Regions from separate parts of the Mus musculus genome. Here region 2 is linked to region 1. A link is a contact called in public HiChIP or PLAC-seq data. All regions are on one chromosome and are shown on one strand. The core of a region is the stretch at or near the end of the contact, and the rest is flanking DNA. Distances in the headings are between cores, read along the strand shown. Region 1 overlaps Kif26b (kinesin family member 26B). Region 2 overlaps Smyd3 (SET and MYND domain containing 3).

The links. HiChIP or PLAC-seq counts read pairs in DNA pulled down with a chosen protein or histone mark.
Region 2: a contact with region 1 is called in an H3K27ac HiChIP or PLAC-seq map of the NIH/3T3 cell line, with 10 times the contacts expected there. The contact joins two enhancer-like sites. A contact is called at or near these places in 3 of 15 datasets of contacts at CTCF or cohesin (embryonic stem cells, pro-B cells and stem cell-derived epiblast-like cells), 10 of 484 Hi-C or Micro-C datasets (adipose-derived mesenchymal stem cells, embryonic stem cells, palatal mesenchyme and 1 more), 1 of 115 datasets of contacts at active chromatin or transcription factors (the NIH/3T3 cell line) and 1 of 9 other capture datasets (embryonic stem cells).

Annotation. Positions count from the first base shown.
Region 1 is chr1:178,757,323-178,760,348 of GRCm38.p6, reverse strand. All of the region lies in intron 4 of Kif26b (kinesin family member 26B), which reads right to left. It also overlaps the pseudogene Gm34176. Among named protein-coding and RNA genes, the nearest start is that of Gm46249, 17 kb to the left of the region's middle. Within about 2 kb of position 1,653, at least 13 of the 459 cell types and tissues checked have an H3K27ac peak or open chromatin away from gene starts, as enhancers often do. A contact at or near this core is called in the NIH/3T3 cell line and adipose-derived mesenchymal stem cells, where this site is marked.
Region 2 is chr1:179,475,941-179,478,907 of GRCm38.p6, reverse strand. The region is part of intron 1 of Smyd3 (SET and MYND domain containing 3); the gene reads left to right. Among named protein-coding and RNA genes, the nearest start is that of Smyd3, 41 kb to the left of the region's middle. Within about 2 kb of position 1,532, at least 61 of the 459 cell types and tissues checked have an H3K27ac peak or open chromatin away from gene starts, as enhancers often do. A contact at or near this core is called in the NIH/3T3 cell line and adipose-derived mesenchymal stem cells, where this site is marked.

The sequences.
Region 1 (3,026 bases), core at 404-2,903:
ATGTGGAGTTCCTTGATCCACTTAGATTTGACCTTAGTACAAGGAGATAGGAATGGATCAATTCACATTCTTCTACATGTTAACTAGTACAAGGAGATAGGAATGGATCAATTCACATTCTTCTACATGTTAACTGCCAGTTGTGCCAGCACCATTTGTTGAAAATGCTGTCTTTTTTCCACTGGATGGTTTTAGCTCCCTTGTCAAAGATCAAGTGCCCCTTCTTAGAATTGGGAACAAAACACCCATGGAAGGAGTTGCAGAGACAAAGTTTGGAGCTGAGACAAAAGGATGGACCATCTAGAGACTACCATATCCAGGGATCCATCCCATAATCAGCCAGCCGCCAAACGCAGACACCATTGCATACACTAGCAAGATTTTGCTGAAAGGACCTTGATATAGCTGTCTCTTGAGAGACTATGCTGGGGCCTAGCAAACACAGAAGCGGATGCTCACAGTCAGCTATTGGATGGGTCACAAGGCCCCCAATGGGGGAGCTAGAGAAAGTATCCAAGGAGCTAAAGGGATCTGCAACCCTATAGGTGGAACAACAATATAAACTAACCAGTATCCCCTGGAGCTTGTGTCTCTAGCTGCATATGTATCAGAAGATGGCCTAGCTGGCAATCAGTGGAAAGAGAGGCCCATTGGTCGTGCAAACTTTATATGCCTCAGTACAGGGGAACGTCAGGGTCAAGAAGTGGGAGGGGGTGGGTAGGGGAGTAGGGGGGGAGGGTATGGGGGACTTTTGGGATAGCATTGGAAATGAAAATGAGGAAAATACCTAATAAAAAAATTTTTAAAAAGACTATCCTTTTCTCAAAGTCCGGATTTCACCTCAAACTTCAAGAACAGTTAAATCCAGAATTTGAACAAGGGGAGTCTAGCAGACATCAGAAGCTAGCAAAAGACTCCACAAAGCACCATCCTGCTACAGGCTCAAATGAAAGTGTAGACCCAGGATAAGCCAACAGCCTCCTCTTCCTCCTCCCCTCCATCCTCCTCTTCTTCCTCCTTCTCCTCTCCCTTCTCTTCCTCCTCCTTCTCCTCCTCCTCCCCTCCCTCCTCCTTCCTTCTTCCCTGATCCCCTTTTATGTCACCACACAGCTGTGCAAGTATCTAACATGGTCTTATTTTAATCATGGGATGCTCAGAAATGTTAATGGTCTTGCTGAATACTGTTCAGAGCTAGAGGCTTCCTAGCTTCCTTCCTACAGCTCCTGAGAAGAAACGGCCACTGTCATCACCTTGGGCAGGATGGCACATGCTTGAACCCAAAACCCTGGGTGATTTTAGCCCCCTTATACTAAAGCTTGTGAGTTCCTTTCTCTCAGAGTAACTGTCAGTTATCTTAAAGAGGGATGGGGAGCTTTCAACGTGTTTTGGGGGTGGGGAGGGCAATGTAAAGTTTACAGCAAGATCCTCACAATGTCTGCCCACCAGCTCACCTCTCCTTCAGCTAAGAAAACGGAAGAGAAGGTCTGGGGTTTGAAAATCTGTCCTTTTCCTTCCTGTGGGTGATTCTGTTTACCTTGTAAATTCTAGGCATAAATCTTCCTTTAGATGACCACAATTTATACTATTCCCATAAAATACTGTAGGGCTGTAGTCTCCTTCCCTGGCTCTGTTCCCCTCCTAGCTTAGTCAGCCCTTTGTTATGTTAGAATAGGAAAAGAAATACCACAGTGGCTGGCCATGCAGCTGACCCAGACGGGCTGTATGCAGCCATCCATTCACTCGGTTGTTCCAGGCTTAAAGGAGCCCACAGGCTCAAGAGTTTGTTTTCAATCCAGAAAAAGAAATATCCCATCAGTATAAATCAGCTCTTAAGATGAAGTCCAGAGATTGGATGAAGGGATAGACAAGCGGCCCCAAAACATAGGTCTCATTTTGCATGTTTGGATATTTTTCTAGTGGGCCCATTCCACACTGTTCTTGTGAGGACTGGGGGGTGTCATTGATTCTGCTAAATCCACTCCTCATTCTCTCTACATCAATCTACATCAGGAGGCAGACGAATGAAGCTGCCTCAGCAGATGCTATGATTTGGATTTTAAGTGTCCCCGCTCCCCAATGGTCCTTTGCCAAAGGCTTGGTCTCCAGTGTGTGGTGGACCATTGGATCGATGGGGCCTAGTGGGAGATCTAAGTCACTGCGCCTTTGGAGGGGATCTCAGACTCAGTCCCTTCTTCCTATCCCTTGCCTCTGACATGTTATCTCATCATAGGCCCTAAAACAGTGAGGCCCAACGAATCAGGCACTCAAGGCATCTCTAACTAGGAACAAAAAAATGAGCCCTTCCTCTTTGTAAACTGATTGATTGCCTTGGGTATTTGCTACAGTAACGAAGAGCTAGCTAACATTTCAGATTTCCTTTTCATTTCCTGCTCTGATTAGCTACAGAGGAGCTTGGAAAGACACAGGACTTTCACTCTGTAAAGAGACAATAACTGTCTGATATAACCATCAGCCCCAGCCCTTCATGGTGTCCTTCCTGCAGGTTACGTCATAGCTACCCTGCTTTGGGGGTAGCAAGAGACTATGCTGCCAGGCTCAAGGACCATCCTGTGGCTTTCCTACCCCTGCCCCAGCTCAGTAAGAATTCCTTTCAAAAATAATTCATTTGATAGAGTGTGCCATCCACTTCTGCCAAGACACACACACACACACACACACACACACACACACACACACACACACTTTTCCAGGGGTAAGTAGCTCTAAAGAGTTACAAACATTTCAATGTTTAAAGAACCTGTATGAATAAGAAGGGGATTAAATATCAAAAGCAAACAACACAAAATTCTCAGGGTGAGTGATCAGGGAAGGCAGACAGCATTTTCTCTGTGGTTTTACCCATCCTTTCATTGACACGCTCTGTATGGCTTTAAGGGAACCCTGAGCACCAGGCTCTTGCTTGGGAATCAGTGCTCTCTGACTGCTAGCTTTAGCTACAAGGTAAGAGCTGTTTGCCTGCAGTTCATTCATCTCTTACCCACGTACCCACCTCAGAGGCACCAGTT
Region 2 (2,967 bases), core at 283-2,782, 720 kb before region 1:
CGCCAGCTGTGTGACTCTGGGCAAGTCATTTATGGTCTCTGTGTCTGAATGTCCCTGTCTAGTAAACGGGACAGAAATGTGGTTCTCATAGGACTGTGGTGAATGTCGTATGAGGGTTCTCTAGAGAAAGAATGAATTAATGAATCCTTCTCTCTGTATAAAGGGGGTTTATCGGGATGCCTCACAGGCTGCAGTCCAGCTAATCCAACAATGTCAGGCTGTGAACAGAAAGTCCAAGAATCCAGGAGTTGTCAGTCCATGAGGCTAGATGTCTCTGCTAGTAGACACATCCCTAAGAGATAGGCTCTAATCTAATGCCAGTGAAGGAATGGACTTGGCTAGCAAGAGAAGAGCAAGCGGGCACAGAGCAAAAGCTTCCTTCTTCTAAGTCCTTATGTAGGCTTCCAGCAGAAGGTGTGGCCCGGATTATAGGTGTGTCTTCCCACCTTAAGATACAGATAAAAGGTGAGTGCCTTTCCACCAAAAGTCCTGACTAGAAGTGGATCCACACACTTCTAACCAAGCAAAAAATCTGTTGTAGGTGTGCCCTCTGCTTCTGGATTGTAGTTCATTCCAGATGTGAGATTGGCAGCCAGGAGTGGCAGTCACAGATTCTCTATACATGAAATGATCTGATGTTTGTGAAACGGGGAAGACAGCGTGTGATACCCAGTAAGCACCATCAAACTGCTTGATGACTAGGAAGTACCCCTTTCTCCAGGCTGGCCTTAAACACCTAATTTAGCCTGATAAATGCTGGCTTTCAGGCTTATGCCACCACATCTAGCAAGCATCCTGCTTTGGATGTACTCATTAAATGCAGATTTTACACAGAGGACTCTTAGGTCAGAGTGAAGCATTGTGTGTGTGTGTATACATGTGTGTGTGTATACATGTGTGTGTGTGTGTGTGTAATCTCTTTTAAAGTCGATTTTGTGTTTTGGACTAGTTTTGGGTATAGAGATACAAAGAGGTAACATATGTACTGTGCTTCTCAAACACACAGCTGTCCTCACGTCTACATCCCAGCCTTAAGTACAGTTATCACAACTCCTGACTCATGTGACACATCACCTAACAGCTAAAGTTTGTATTAAGATTCACTTAGTGTTGCATATTCTCTGAGTTTGGACCAGTGGGTGTGACATGTCTCCAGTTCCATCTATCCCCTCCTCTCTCTCTCAGTCAGTCCTGGCCACCGATGCTCTTCTTCCTGCCTCTGTGGCCTTGACTTCTCCCGAATGTCACGGGGATTTGGATCATACTGTGTATAACCCTTCCAAGTTTACTTCTTTCGCTTTGCAACATGCATTGAAAGTTGATCCTTGCTTCTGTGGCTTAATAGCTCATTTCCTTTAAATACTGAGCAATCCATTGTCTGAATAAAATTCTATTGCCTTTGAATGACTAAATGTCTTCCCTGGGTCTTGTCAGTGAGCTAATAAATAGTCTCTGAAAGCCAACAAAGTCCTCTGCCAATCTCCTTGGCTCTAGGCACACAGAAGTGATCAAAGCAGAAAGGAATGTTCCCTTGTGGGATCTCCTGCATGTTTGTGGCTTAATTATGTTTGCTTTCTGTCCCATCAGCCCAATTGGGAGTCTTGTCTTCTTTTTGGGACTTTTCAAGTGTGGTAATAGCCTGGCATTTCCACTAGGTGGCAGTAGGGTCATATATAATGAACAGTGCAAGGCACTGAAACCACTAGTTTGTTCATTAACAGAGTTCTTTTTATAATGAGTTAAATTTAAATGCTTGCAATAACTCTCCAGATATAATCATTACTTAAAATAGTACTTTCATTTTTTAAAGTTAACATATAGAATAATAGATTTCATTATGACATTTTCATTCTGATGTCCCCCACCCCCACTCCCCACACTAGGGTTTCTCTATGTAGTCCTGGCTGTCTTGGAACTCACTCTGTAGACCAGGCTGTCCTTGAACTCAGAGATCTGCCTGCCTCTGCTTCTCAAGCACTGGGGTTAAAGATGTGTGCCTCTACTCTCACAATCCTAATGAGTGCTTTTCAGAATAAACTCCAATACATATAATTTCTTAAATTCTTTAAATCTCTTAAGCTACTTGTTGTATGTGTAGGAGTGTTTTGCCTGCATGCGTGCCTGTGCACCGTTAGGTACTTTGTCCCTAGCGGGGCCAGAAGAGAATGTCCGATCCACTGACTGGGATTGAGGTCACAGACAGTTGTGAGCCACCTTGTGGCTGTTGGCAGAGCAACCCGTGCTCTTAACTACTGAGCCACCTCTCCAGCCCCAGGCCCTCAAATTCTTGAGTTTGTCTTCCTTTGATCAGTGAGGTGTTTACTGTGATCCTCACACAGGCTAGGCAAGGTCTAGTTTTGAGAGTTCAAAAGTTGAATACTTGTTCCTTGATGTCCTTGAGATGTCACGATTTGACAAGGGAGACCAGCTGGATTAAGGGATGTGTTACAGTGAGTGTATGTCCCAAGTGTCCTCGTTCGATGACTTTGACAGATGCACACCTATGTAACCTCAATTCCTGTTGAATTACAGATGACTAATGTCTTGGGGGTAATCAGAGGGACAGTTGAGCGATGGTGGCCTAACAGGCATTTCTGAGAGAACGACCTGGTGACTTTGGTTATTTTTTACCGGTTCAGCTTCAGTCCTTTTGAGTCCTGCACGTGCTTTGGTTCTTCTCTGCCATTTGTCCAAACAACACACGTGCGTTAGAAAAGACGTGCGGTGACTTTCAAAGAAAGCCCGGGCGTTATATTTCTGATGATACAACAAGCAAATCGAGAAGACTCTCAATCCAACAGCAGCGGGCTGTGGATTCACAGGATTAAATGGGCCAGCGAAAGCAGCAGGCTTCACTGAACACCGTCCGTGCCAGGCACAGCCTGAGTGTTGATCACAGTTACCGTAGCCCTAAGCACTGGTCATTTCTGGTTTTTCTCTTGTTGAGAATGGCAGCAAGGAAACTGA